Linked DNA regions of Mus musculus: region 2 is linked to region 1. The links are chromatin contacts, called in public HiChIP or PLAC-seq maps. All regions are on one chromosome and are shown on one strand. Each heading gives the region's core, a stretch centred on a gene start, on an enhancer-like site or on the middle of the called end of the contact. The rest is flanking DNA. Distances are from core to core; before and after follow the strand shown. Region 1 has its middle 150 kb from the start of Gm46260. Region 2 has its middle 51 kb from the start of Gm32500.

Region 1 (7,437 bases), core at 2,451-4,950:
TTGAGTTTTGTGCCATTTGACCATCTCAACCCAGTTTGCTATTGTACTATAGCACCCGTCTTACCCATTGAAAGTGACATTTATTTTCACCCTTATCTAGCTGAGCAAATGGAGCCTATTCTGATTTTAAAACAGCTGATAAGTGGAAGATTTCATTTCTTTTTCGAAAGGAAAGAAACAACAAGATTACAGCCGTGTGCACAAATGCCATCAAATCAATATAATCTTACAATCCAAAGATGGTAGGGCTGTCCTTGTGCTGGTGTGCCCATGGCGTGCCCATGGCGTGCCCATGGCATGGGCAGTAAAGGCTGGATGCTCTGATCTTTCTATCCTGCACACTTGCATTTGTAGAGAAGAGGTTGAATAGCTTGTCTGCGATGTAACACTGAGCAGGTGAGTCTGGGTTGGCACAGTTCTTTGCTCAAAGCCTTCCTTTTAGCCGACATTTGTAATAGAAAATATTAAAAATCTCTGTGCGGGGTTTGCTTCCCTGATTTAGACCATTTATGTTCCTGGATGAAACATACACACAGCCTTTATATTTTTAATATGCCTTAGGTGTCAAAATAGCTGGGCAGCTGCCTACCCTCCATGTTGTTAGAATCTACTTTCCTATCGATAACCTCAAATTATCACTTACTATTTACGAAGTTCCATCTGGGCTGCCCTCAGCTCCAATTGGGCAGCTCTCTGGGCCCTGTTCTCTTGGCCTTTAGCCCATGACAGCTCTCCTTTCTCCTCCTGCTCATTCTTCTTCTATTCCATGGTGGCTTCATTCTCTCCTTCCCTCCTCATGCTTCTATGTCTCCCCCAAGTCCACAACACCACAACCCCACCTATGTCTCTTCTGCCCAGCTATTGGCTGTCGACATCTGGCATCTTTATTCACCAATCAGAATTAACTTGGAGCAGGATTCCAGGGGCTACATGTAGACTCTAGGTCTTTGGGGCCCACATTTAGCATTACATTAGGCAGGAAAAGACAAAACCTCCATAGACATCTTGGGCTCCCTCCCATTTTCTAAGTTTGGGCACTATTTTAGGTTTTTCTGTCTGTCTTTCTCTCCTCCCTCCTTTCTCTCATCATTTGAACTGACTCACAAGGCTTACCTGTACTTATGACATAGCGTGTGATGCTTCAGTGTATATATTCAGCATGACATGATGAATTTGGAGGTGACTGGCCTTTCCCTCTGCTTGGGGAGTTATTACTTTGTGTTAAGAAGTATTCAACCCTTTTAGTTGCCTATGAATCACACAAGGCACACCTGTCAGCTGCAGTCACTCACACTTCCATCACGCCATGGGACCTTCGAACTCACTCCTGCTGACTATTGGAGTTTAGTGCTTGCTATGGATCCCCCACCCTTACCACTTCCTCAGCCTCACTTTCTACACTAGGACAAAGACATTTTTATTTTTTACATAGTAGTGCGAATATACAGTATTCATTTCTCTTTCTTACATAAACATAGGGATGCAGGTGTCTCTTTGATGTATTGATTCATCCCCTTTGGGATGTCCTGAAGGTAGGACAATTGGGACTTTATGGCTCTTCATTTCTTTTGTTACTTTATTTATTTGAGAAATCTCCATATCATTCATTTTTCTTTCACAACGCTAGTCATTTTTCATTTGCATGATGTTTTATTAATTTTTGCAAACTTCAGACATGAATATAGTATATTTTGATTATATTAAAACCTCACTCCTGTTCTTAATTTCTCCCAACCTCCACCCCCCCCCCCAACTTAATGCCCTCTTTTTTTCTAATAAGTCTCTGACTCCCTTTTGGCTGCCCATACACTCATGGGGGTAGGACCATCCACTGGATCATGGTTGAACTATGAGAGGCCACATCCTTAAAGAAAACAGACTCTCTCTCTCCTAGAAGCCATTAATGAATGGATTGCAGCTTCTCAGCTAGGAGAAGCCCTCCCTAGTCCCTGTTGCCATGTGGACTGGATTTTTTTGCAGGCAAGCACAACTACAGTGAGTTCGTGAGTTCAGAAGTCTTATCATGACCAGAAGACATTGTTTCTTTGCATCACTCCTGACCTCTGACCTCTGTTTTTTGCAGCCCTTCTGATCTCATTTCTATGAAGCTCCCTCAGCCTTGAAGGGAGGAAGTGTGACATGGATGTCCCTTTTGTAACTGAGCACTCTACAAACACTTATTCCCTGAACTTTGACCAGCAGCGAGTTTCTGCATTAACCTCCATCCACTGCACAAAGAAACTTCCCTGATGAGGTCACAGTGCTGTGCCTGCCAATCTACAGGTAGAGAGATGCAAACATAGAGAGCAGTTTGATACTATGTCCATTTAGGAAAAATAATAGTATCAGGTTCACCCATGGGGCCTGGGTGCTCCCAATCTTCTTGATCAGATTTACCGAGCCAGCCATGTGATTTCTCCTGTGCTGTAGTGCTTAAACCTAGTGTTCATAATACAAGTAATTTAAATTCCCAACAGCAGTGAATCAGAATTCCCTTTTCTGGGCTAGAATGTCTTTAATCTCTTGCTCTGGACTCCTGTTCACAGCATATTGAAAACACAGTGAGCCGCACAGGAGATCTGCCCTGACACCATTAGTGTGAAGGACATAGGGAAAAAAGGAAGGGGTGTTTGTGTTTGTGTGTGTGTGTGTGTGCGCGTGCGTGTGGTGTGCATGGGAGGGAGGGACAGAGGGAGAGGGACAGTGTAAGAGGGAGAGGGACAGTGTGAGAAGGAGAGGGAGAGAGGGGGGAGGGAGTGAGAGAGGGAGAAGAGAGGGAGGAGAGAGGGAGAGAGAGGGAGAGAGGGGTAGAAAGGGAGAGAGGGAGAGAGAGGGAAAGAGAGGGAGAGAGAAGGAGATGGAGAGGGAAAGGGAGGAGAGGGAGAGAGGGGGGAGAGGGAGACAGGGAAAGGGAGAAGAAGAGGGAGAGGGACAGGGAGAGGGAGGAGAGGGAGAGGGAGAGGGAGAGGGAGAGGGAGAGGGAGAGGGAGAGGGAGAGGGAGAGGGAGAGGGAGAGGGAGAGGGAGAGGGAGAGGGAGAGGGAGAGGGAGAGGGAGGAGAGGGAGAAACAAGCACAGGAGAGCAGGTAGCATGCTAACATTTTAACTGGGTATGGTTACCAGAAAGGAAAGGATGTCAGTGTAGAGGAGCTATTCACAGAACAAAGTAGCTGAGATGTGCAGGGTTATGAGTACAGAAACAAAAGGACGGGGTAAGACTGGGGCTTACCTTACACAAGCATTAATGAGGACAGAGCAGCAACAGCAGAGGGTACAGAGAGCAAAGGAACTAGGAGAGTGTTGGGTCCTGAAGTCCAGTGAGTAAACCTGTCAGGAGGATCTGATCGACTGCATCAAGCTCTTGAGAGGTCAGGTCACATGAGAAAGGACAGAACAGGATGTTTCCCAGTCTGGATTGAGTAATAGTGGCCTTCAAAGGGAACACTCTGTTACCAAGCCTGGGCTTAGGATGTCTCAAGTGGGCTAAAGAGAGGACCAGGCCTGTATTAACAAACCTTAGTTTGCCACAGATAAAGCACCAATGACTGAGCAAAATATGACTCCATCCAACTCTGCCTTGGTGAAGCAATGAACTCATTAGAGTTGCTTTGAGGAAAGTGGATGAGTGATTACTTACAGGAGCAGGAATGCCTCACTCACCTCACGCTGTTGCACTACAGGAAATTCCACTCCAGTGTGACAGCTTGAAAGCTGTAGCCCTGCCACCCCCTGCCTAACTTGCAGGCAACGCCACAAAGGAGTCTCCATACAGCCAGGGATAACCTTTCTACAGAGAAAGACCAACCTTATACATATTCCATAAACTTCCCCATTCATCACTCAAGAAAGGAATGTACCAACTCACAGGAAGCAACTCTACAACCACAGAGAAGGGAGGAGATATTTTAGAAAGTCTATTCAGGAGCTACACTGTTAAAAGGAGCCGAGAGATACAGTAGTAGTTAGAGAAAGCAAAATAAGGTGTTTTTCTGTTACTGTTTTTATTTGCTTTCTAACATGGAAAACATGGTGTTCATATCCTGAGAGTTAAACACCCAGTTGAGGAAGTTTGGCAGTATTTAACAATAGCATGCTATTGCTGGAACAATAACCTTGAGAATCTGAGTGGAAATGACCTCTGTGAACAGGCTGAGGAATGGTCAACCCAGGGATTAGAGTGCAAGGTAAGATTTACAATGCCTTTCTTTTGAGTCCAGTGACAGTGGCTTCACATTGCCTGGTGTATCCACCACACCCAGCACCATACACACAGGTTTGTGGTGTCAAATGTGTTTAGGTGATATGTACAAGATGGCGCCTGGCACATCAGAGCAGCTCAGGAATTCATTCTTTTCAAGAAATCTCTAATATTTGGCAAAGACCCCACTTCCAGAGATAAAATGTGGTGACTCAGTGGACTTAGCACACGTCCTGCTAGCCAGTGCCTCTGCTTTATCTGGAGTCTTGGGAGCAGAATGGGGATATTTTCAACCATACCCTGTGAAGTTAAACCATGGCAGGAAGGTGGTATCTATAGATATCTTCTCCTTCTTTTGTTCTTCCTCCTCTTCCTTATTTCTCCCTCTTCCTCCTGCTCCTCCTCCCTCTTTCCTCAGTGAGTGGTTGAAGCCAGATTGTGATGGTTATATTTTATTGTCAGTTTGACTATATCTGTATGAACTAAAACCTAAGTGTCTGGGTTCACCCATGAGGGATTTTTCTTAATGAAATCATTGGAAGTAGGAAGACTGATTTTTAATCTTGATCTTCTGAGGTAGGAAAATTCATCATAAATTTGGGCTACGCCTTCCAGTGATAGTTTGTATAAAGGAGATGGAGGATGGAATTGTTTGCTTTTTACCTGCTTGCTCTCACTCTCACTACTGAGTCCACTCCTTCACTGGCTTTAGGGGCTACTTCTTCAGAATTCTAGTGTATACTGAAGACCAGCTGAGGCATCCAGCCTCTTGGACTGAACAACTACCGGATTCTTGGACCTTTTGTTGGTAAAGAGCCATTGTTAAACTGTAGGCCATGCTAATTAAGCCCGTATTTATACATATCTATATCTGTATATATATATATATATGAACATATATATATATATGTATATATATATATATATATATATATATATATATATATATATATGAACATATATAGCCATTCTATCAATTCTGTTCCTCTAGGGTATCCTGACGAATACACAGATCTTTGCGCATACTTTAATCCCATATCTACATCTATCTATATCTATCTATGTAATATGGAATAAACTCCATGTACATAATATATTATTATATTAATATAATTATATGAAATATAATATGTATATGAGCATATACAGTTATTGTATTGATTCTGTTCTTCTAGAGGACCCTGACTAATACACAGAGCTTTGTGCATATGAGGCCAGTGTTCAGTGTTCTATTGCTGACCTGAATTCCTAGCCCTCTTTTTACTTTTTTCTTTCCTTTGAAATAGTGTGCTTCTAAGTTGCCAGTTTTGGTCTTGAGCTTACCATCCTTTTGTCTAGCCTCCCGAATAATAGCTTAGATTATAGGCTCATACCACCAGATCCCTTCAAACCTTTAGCCTTTTTCGATCATCTTAGTCTGAGAATGTTTGTGAGCCCTCCTAATTCTCAATAAGCCATGAGTTACACGGTAACTGTACTTTTACAGATGAAGTAGAACAGAGCCAGAAGCCATGTCCAATGTGGTGAAGGGACAGGGGAGTCAGTGCCTCTGTTGGATAGTGACATCTGTGTGTCTGACCAACTGCTTGGAATCTTTATCATGATTCACTACTCTCAAAGCACCATGAATGCTATTTTCTCACTCTGTGACCAAAACCCTAAGGCCAAGCCAAGCACAGAGTAGGTTATTGTGGTTCGAAATTGAGTGCACAATCATGGCAGGGAAGGCATGGCAGCGGGAGCCTGAGGCAAGTGCTTGCATCATGTGCAGGTTCAGGAAGCAGAAGCAGGAGAGAGTAAGAGAGACCGAGTGAGACACAGAAAGAAACAGAGAGAGGGAGAGAGATGCTCAAGAGAAGCACGAGAGAGAGGCACAGTTCACTTCTTTGTATTTAGTCCAAGATCCTGTTCCACAGGATGATACCACTCACATTTTTAAAAATCCGTTGCCTCCCCACAACCCCCTGCTCAGTTAAACTTTTCTGGAGAAACCCTCACAGACATTAGTCAAGTTGACAATGAAGACTGACATCATCACACCCTGTGATCTGAATGTTCCTGCACTAGTTAAGAAAAATGGAGAGAAATACTAGATTACCTGAGCTGTGTCATTAGCAGATGGGGGCGGCCACTCACTGCTCGGCCCCTAGTAACCAGAGGCTGACACCACAGAGAATGAAGAGGCTACAGACTGTGAGTGGTGGAACTTCCTCTGAAAAGATCCCATCCCAACAGGGGGCATTGTGACACTCCTTTGTTACAATTTAGGGTGATAAACCAAGATCACTTCTAAAAGTTCTGTGGAACAATCATTTAAGCATTTGGTGACATTTAATCAAGAGCCAAAAATCTAATCAATGGTTGACCCACTGCAGCACTGGGTCTGTTCTGGCTTCTTGCCTGGATTGTCCAGACATAATTAGCAATCATCTCAGCTGGGTGACCTTGGTCTTAGGAAATCTCAACAGGGAATAGCTATTTCCTAGGGGAGCTTACCTTCACCTCCATCTCCCACTCATTACTGGACAGTGTGTTGGTTCCAATCCAGCTATCTCAACTGGCTGCTAGGCCAATAGTCACTGTAATGAAAAGCTGTAAGGAAGCTTTCCTGGATGAAGTTTGGGATCTCACCCTCCTCTTTCATCTTTTCTCTGTCCGGTCACTTTGAAGTACAGTGCTATTTAATTTTATGCATTTCAGTTCTTCCTGGATTCACCAGAGGACAAAACCTAACTCAGCCAGGAAGGATTTTTTTTGCTTCAATTCAAAACAGAGAACTTTCAATTTAAATTGTCTCCTTAGGATAAAGATAAAGCCTGGCTCGGATGCCCTGCATGCCGTTTTCTTCTGACCTCCATCTTGGAAGGTCTTAGATTGAAATGACTATTTTGTCTCTGTCTCTGGCAAGGGGCTCAACTGCTTTGAGTCTTCCAGAGATGTTGATCAGCAAAGGCTTCCTTCTGTAGAGGCATCACCCGAGAGCAGAGCAAAATCAGCCTCTGGAAATGAGATTCAGGCAGAGAAAAACACAGGTAGACACATTTATAGAGAGGCTCAAGACAGATCCACTGGGTAAACAGGATGGGCCTGATCTTATTTACTTTGCCAAAACAATTGCACAGAGGCTCAGGTATTACAGTGCTTGCCATGAGAGCTTGGGTACCTGAGTTAACACCTGCTCCAGAACCCATCTAAAAATCAAGGAGGTGGTGGCTGTGTGGTTGTCATTCCAGTGCTGTG
Region 2 (7,437 bases), core at 1,979-4,478, 100 kb after region 1:
GTTTGTCCTCTCATATTCTCCATGCCACATACCACACACACACATACACACACACACACACACACACACACACACACACACACACACACACACACACACATTACATATTGAAAGGTCAAAAGAATCTCTACCAAACAAAGAAAAGAAAACCCAAGTGACTAATCAAAGATTAAACACTTCTTCTCCACACTCAAGACCAAGGCAGGGCTGCTTACTCTCTTGCTCTTACCACTCCATCAATGCAGTACCACAAACCATTCAAGACAAAGAATAAAGCTGTTAGAAAATAGGAAATAAAACTATATCTAAAACCAGTTCTAAAAAAATAAGGTATAGCATATAAGATATATACAGAAAAGCCGATTCATTGCCTATATATAAGGAATGAGAAAGTGGACACAAAATCAAAAACATAACAATTTAGAGTAAGTCATTACCAATGAGATACATATGCATCTGATGAAACATACATGACTTGGATGCTGAAATCCAGACTGTCATTGAACGAAATTAAAGCATAAATTGCTCATGCATTAGAGGACCTGATATAGTAACAAACCACATTTTCCTCTCAATTATTGTGTGGGTTGGATATAATTACTGTCAGAATTCCAGCAAGGTTCTCTATAGAATAGGCATTTTTAATATATACTGTAAACGGAAATGCAAAGGATGTAGAAGTAACATACTTGAAAATAAATATGGGACAAAAGTCTGTTTGTTTGGATTTAAAGGCTAAATATTTAGCCTTGGTAATCAAGACTGTATAGAGTCCAGGAAGGTGTAGACTTACAGACAAATAGGGGAATAAAGAACACAGAAAAATGCAAAAAAATAAAAATAAAAAGTCTGGGAACACTGCAAAACAATCTGGTAGAAATCAGAAACATCTTAGCAAAGGATGATGGAATAATTAGGCTTGTAAAGACAAAGAAAGACAGAGAGAAGAGACAGGAAAAAAAAGAAAGAGAAGGAAATAGTGGGATAAAGAAACAAGGAGGAAAAAAGACAAAAGACAATGAAAGGACAAAAAAGATATAATTTAACTACTTAAAAACATAATTCAATGCAAAATTGACTGTACCCTAGCCATGAAGCTACTATTGTAGTCTTCTTACTAAATAGACATGTTACAAGCTGTCTTCTATATAATTGTGATATACCCGTATGTTATTTCTGCTTTTAACTGTAGTTAAGGAATCTTCCCTCTGCAGTGGTCAGCAGTTAGTGAAAAGAGTCATAACTGGTCAAAGTCCTGAGCATAGTGACTGTTGGCAGATCAACACTAAATGAGTTGTCTTTATTGGTCTTTCCTTAAAGCTCAGGGAACAACATGGAAGTGGGGAGGGAACAAAGTAAGGGTCATGGAACAGAAAGGAGTGCTGTGTCATGCTGTCTTCTGTCATGGTGTGGCTATTGCAGTCCTAAACTCACTGAATTTGTGGTTACCTTCTATAGAAGATCATGCCAACAACATCAGTTAACACACCAGAGATTTAGTGCCAACTGGACCATGTAGATTATAAATGAAAAGGGTGGGTGCATGAAAGGGGCACAGAATGTGTTGGGGATGCTAGGGAAAAAGGGAGAAGGGGGAGAATTAAGACACGTGTAAACAAGTATACATTTGTCAAAGAAAAAAATAAAGATATTCTATCTAAAATGCACCATGCTATGGGAGAGGGAGATATCTGCTAGGAAGGGGATATAGGAAGGGGATGTAGAGTGTTGTAAAGGAAGAGAGGGAAGAAGGGAATAGTTAAGATTAAAGGTGGTGAAGGATGGGAGGGAATGTAAAGATGGAAAATGGTGAGGAATAAATAACAGAGGCACCTTTTTCCTGATTTTTTTTATTAAGTTTCTTATTTATTTTGCATCCCAATCACAGCTTCCCCTCCCTCCTCCTCCCAGTCCCTCCCTCTCCCCTTGTCTTGACTTCACCCACTCCTCTTCTCCTCCTCAAAAAAGGGAGTGGGGCTTCCATGGATATAGACCAACCTTGGCATATCAAGTTGCAATAAGACTAGGCACATCTTTTTCTACTGAGGCTAGGCAAAGCAGTGATGGAAACTGTTGCAGAGACCAACAGCCAAACATTAAGAAGAGCTAGAAAAACCTACCAAGGACACTACAAGAAAACCTACAGAATTAACTAATCTGAGCCCATAGGGGCTCATAGAGTCTGAACTGCCAATCAGAGAACATGCATAGGACAGAGCTAGATGCTTTGCATATATGTAACAAAGGCACTTGGAAAAGACCATATTGAAACCCACAACTGTAGAAGCTTTCTAAAATATTCACATCCACATGGATAAGAAGAGTTTAAATGGAATTACTCTAAAATGGAGTGACAATACTCCAAATAGACACCGTATTCTATCAATAAAATCACTAGTACAGGAAAGGGCTACATCCTTTTGAATTGTTGGTCAGTGGGGTCCCATAGATCCTCTAAACAGTACAGACTATTGCCAATGCTCTCAATTAACTCCAGAAATTGTGGGCAAGATGCTATTGCTGAAGACACCACATACATGACTTCTATGATATGGAGAACTCTAGATAGCAGTCAACTGGAAGAGTCAACCCTGCTGGCCAGTGTTCATGGTTTTAGAATGTTGTGCCCACTACTGAAGAAGAAAAATAAACTTTCATCTCACCTAACTATGAACACTGCTAGTGGCAATAACAATTTGCCTGGCATGATGCAATAAAAGTTTAAATGGTACAGGGGTAAAAAAAATACAAAAAAACCCCAAAACACTCTCTGATTTAATTTAAGGACTGTTCCATGAGATAAAACCCAGCCATGACATTGTCAGCAAGTCCAAAACCTACTATTAGGTAAGTCATGGGATCTAGGAGAAAACATTCTGCTAAATGGACAAAAGATTAAAATTACTCCTAGTAACTTATCACTGTATTATACATTAGTACATAACTCAACCCTTTCAGAGGAGCTTCTTGTTGAAATAGATGGAAGTAAACAGAAACCTACAACTGGTCAATGTGCAGAGAACAGGAGGCTTTGAAATGCTTCACCTTGTTTTTGAGACACAAGCTTTCACTTTTACAGAAATAGCACAATACTAGGCTCTCTGGTGGGAGACCCCTGGGGATTCCTACCCCTCCCCAGCTACCCAGCACAGGGATTCCAAGCCTGTACCTCACCAGGCTTATTCGTGTGTACTCTGGATACCGAAATCAGGTTCTTGTGTTTGCATGGTAACCACTTTAAGCTGATGAAACATTACTTCCATGTGTCCAGCCCAATAACCTAGTTTTCTGCACAGCATGAATCATCCTTTGAAATTATTTTGCTTGCTTATCTTTCGTAAATCCATCATCTCTGTCCCTTTCAGAGAAGAAGCGTCATTCTTTCTATTTCTCCACAATTATGTTCACATTGCCAGTAATTTTCCAATGCTAGGGGAAAAAAATAACAAGATGAAGAGATGGATTAGAAAAGAGACAGAGAGTTACAGACAGGCAGTTTGCAAGGGAGTTAATCTAGCTTAACTGGTTGAGTTAGAGAACACCCAGGGCCTGTTTGAGCTCCGCTGTTCTGACAGCATGCATGAGAGAGTTACATAAAGGAGCAAGCAGGTGAGATCAGTTTCTACCTTTGCAGAGCTTAAGATCCAAGGAGAAGATCACTATATGCCAATCTATCATTCCACTAATAGAAGAACTGCAAATAGGTTTATTCAAAGAATGGGGCTGTAATCTTCTAGGTGAATCTCTAGCAAGACTTGACTTTCTTGGGGAGAAAGGGAAGGCTTTACAGAGAAAGTGGCATTCCTTAGAGGACCTGAAGGCTGGTATGATGAGGATGAATACAGAGTAGAAGTGGTAGTATTGTAGAAGGAGGAACAGCATCAGAGAAATGAGGTGAACTATCTCTAGCTATGACACCCATGAAGTGTGTTGGCCCCGTGAAGCCTCAGCATCTTGCCAGGACCCCTGGCCACATGAGGGAGCTGACATCAAGATTATCATACTCGATGCTGGATTCATTACCCCTCACAGAGTAAACACTGAATGACTCATGAAATTTTATCTGCCCACAGAAGACTTTTAATGTGCGTGTTTTACGACACTAATATTAGTGAGTCAGCCAGTGGACAGCCTTTAACATCAGTCTCGTCCCTCCGTTCTTTTAATGCAGTGTGGGGAGTCAGCAGGTTTGGCTTTGTTTCTTTGCTACTCTCAGAATTTTTCATTTGTCTGTGAAAGCATTTCCTGTTTGCTTTGTTCCTTTTCCATCAATTCACTGGGGCATACTTTAACTCTTGCTCCAGTGAAGTGGTCATAGTGAAGTCAGCAGACATGAATATGGGATACTAGCTTTCAGAAAACAGAAGGCTGATGCTGCTGAACAGTCTTCTCTTTACCAGCCTACAACAAGCATCCCTCTGCAGCTCTACAAATGAACAATGCTGGTCCAACCAGTATGTGTTGGATCGGTTATTCTCCATGCCTAGTTGGCTTCTCTTTCCACAGACCTGTCTTTAAAATCTACTTAAATTTCATCTGCTTTGGGAAATCATACACCTCTTAGGATTATTTTGATCACAAATGACAGGAACTCTGCATTCTAAGTAGCTTATATTTAAAGAGGAATTTCATGGTCTTGTGTGGCTGATTAGTCCTAGAGGATCTTGGTTTTGAGGGTAACTGTGTTAAGGACACACCAATGTCACCAAACCCAGGTCTGGGTGGGGTAATTTGTTTATTTCTTCTTTATTTGGTTTCCGCTTCTGTACAAATTCCATTCCCTATAAACTTCTGAGCTCACATCATCTGGGGACAGATGTACAACCGCTCATAAATTCTTGGAGAGGGTTAGGTACATTCTCTTGGCATGCTTTACATATCATGGCTAGCATTGGACTTCATTCCGTCCTCAGAGAATGCAAGGCTCTGATTCAGGAGACCAAGGTTACACGAAAACCCTGCTGTAGAATGTTTATGGATATTTCTTCACATCAGATATTCTGTCCCTATTTCCCTTTGTTGCTGTTGATTTATTTTTGTTTTAGAGACATAATTTTACACTATAGCTTGGGGTGGCCACAAACTCCAAACTCAAACTCACAGCAATCCTTCTGCTTCTATCACTTGAGTGTTTGGATGATGTTGGACTCTGGCTCTGCATTATAGCCCTAGATATACTTAGAACACAGTACCTTCTATCTGGCTAGAACTTCATTCTTACAGATGAGACAGAGTTGGGAATAAGAGTGTGATGTTAGGGATGACAGGCTGTGACAAGTCTCCATGTAAAGATGTCAGTCAGTAAGCATGAATTTTGTAGCACACTCCTCCTCTCCATGTAGAACACAGGGCACAGGAAATTATAGTTTAATTAAGTGAGCTCTAACCTATATCCAAGAAACTGAGTAGCAGTTTGTCAAGCAAAAATATAAAGAAAATAACATTACTAATTCATTTCTATATGCAGGAAGGTTTGTGAACATTTTACTTTCCACACAGGGATTAATTCATGTCTTTTCACTATTGAAAGGCACAGACTGCTATAAGAGTGTTCAGTAGAGTCTCTGAGGCAATGGTTCTCAACCTTCCTAAAGCCGCGGCCCTTTAATGTAGTTCCCCATGTTTTGGTGACCCCCCAACCATAAAATTCTTTTTGATGTTATTTCATAACTGTAATTTTGCTACAGTTATGAACTGTAATGTAAGTGTGTGTATTTTCCAATGGTTTAGGCAATCCTGTGAAAGGGTCATTTGACCCCCAAAAGGGGTCATGACATATAGTTTGTGAATCACTTCTCTAGAACATCAAGAGATGTTTATGAGAACTTAAGCTTGAATCATGACTTTAAAGCTATATCCGGATTAATGGAGTAGATAGGCTGAGAATATTCCAGAAAGAGAACATGGGGTGGGCTAAGAAATAAGAAAGCATGGCCTATTTGAGGACATTGCAGAAGAACACCAGAGTGGAGTGTGAAGAAACAGCCTGACCCACGGACAAGTACTTGTGATGGTGTGTCCAGATAGGGTTCATTGAGTGTGTTGAGTCTGTATACATGTGAGTTGTACCATCCTAGGAGCTGGAGTCTGGACTGGATAAGGAGAGAAAAGGAGAAGCCCGGTGAGAATCTGTACTCATCTCTTCTGCCTGACCCATACCCTGGGCCTCAAGATCCTGCCTCCATGCCCCAGCTTCATGCCTGACTGAATCCTTACTCACTGCAAACTGACATAAACCTCTATTTCCATGATGGCCTTTCCTGAAGCATATCTGATCACTGAGAGCAGGTTGGGAACTAATAGACACAGCATGGAACAAAACCACAGAGACCTTAGTTAACCTTGGATTTAAGATAAGCTCCAGGGCTTGGTAAAGCTTCTGTATTAAGTTTGATTTTCATCTTTACTAACAGGAAATATTTTGGAGCATGAAAAAGGCACCATTAAGGTCTCACTACTTATCAGAAAAGATGCTTGTAAAGAGACCGGTTGAAGACCCATTGTGTAGATCTGCTGATATTGTTGTGTCATAAAAGTAGAGCAGAGAGAAGCATGTCTAAGGGATGTCCACGTGTTGAATCCCATAGGACTTGGATCACATCCAGTGTTGAGCTGGATACAGCTGAGTGGAGCAGAAAAGATACTGAGGTATCAGGATAAATCTCAGGGTAGTTGTGTTACCTTGGTATGAAGAAAAGATCAAAGGAAAGAAGCTAGAGAGATTAAGACCCTAGGTAGAGGAACAGAAGAACACAAACAGAACTAGAGAGTCAAGGGGACAACTGTCCGTGTGTGGGGGTGAGGATGAGAGGGGTGCAGAACAAACAGAATCATCACTGAGTGAGCAGGAACAGTGGGCAATGAGTGGAAAACACAGGGTGGGGACCATGTAGCTTGTTGTCAAGAATAGGGCTTGTTTATGCCTAGACCACTAGCCAGGGAGAATTTCTGGGCATTTTTAATGAGAAACTGTGTGAGTGAGTAAGCATGTTAAGTTGTCTCCTTGCTGTGGCAGCAGATAAAAGATGGATTCAGGCACAATGAGGGGACGGAGATGAGACTACATGAGGGAGATCAGTACGGAGGCTGAACCAGATGTTCACAGAGATAGAAGGAGCTTGAGCTGTATCGTTTAAAGCAGGTAGAGGGTGGATAATGAAATCCCGGTCTAGAGAAGTGTGAATGGCTGTCATCTTAAATATTATGCAGTCCGTGAAGAATTAGACAGCTCCCTCTCCCTGAGGGAGTTTACAGTCTGGGGAGGGCTAAGACTGCTTCATTTTAGAAGCTCAAATGAGTCATAGAAGATGGGGGGGGTGAAACTTACAGAAGATAGAAGTATAATTCTCTTTGAAGTGCTCCTAGTAAACCTAAGGGGGTGAGTGGGAGAGACAGACACAGAGGGAGATAGAGTGAGAGACAGAGACAGAGAGACAG

Evidence for each region. HiChIP or PLAC-seq counts read pairs in DNA pulled down with a chosen protein or histone mark.
Region 2: a contact with region 1 is called in a CTCF HiChIP or PLAC-seq map of the NIH/3T3 cell line, with 10 read pairs. The contact joins two enhancer-like sites. A contact is called at or near these places in 1 of 39 promoter capture datasets (stem cell-derived epiblast-like cells), 2 of 15 datasets of contacts at CTCF or cohesin (both in the NIH/3T3 cell line), 2 of 484 Hi-C or Micro-C datasets (embryonic fibroblasts and nephron progenitors) and 1 of 115 datasets of contacts at active chromatin or transcription factors (neural progenitor cells).

Annotation. Positions count from the first base shown.
Region 1 is chr11:56,266,676-56,274,112 of GRCm38.p6, forward strand. It overlaps the pseudogene Gm12240. Among named protein-coding and RNA genes, the nearest start is that of Gm46260, 150 kb to the left of the region's middle. Within about 2 kb of position 3,701, at least 18 of the 459 cell types and tissues checked have an H3K27ac peak or open chromatin away from gene starts, as enhancers often do. A contact at or near this core is called in the NIH/3T3 cell line and embryonic fibroblasts, where this site is marked.
Region 2 is chr11:56,370,518-56,377,954 of GRCm38.p6, forward strand. No RefSeq gene overlaps it. Among named protein-coding and RNA genes, the nearest start is that of Gm32500, 51 kb to the right of the region's middle. Within about 2 kb of position 3,229, at least 28 of the 459 cell types and tissues checked have an H3K27ac peak or open chromatin away from gene starts, as enhancers often do. A contact at or near this core is called in the NIH/3T3 cell line and embryonic fibroblasts, where this site is marked.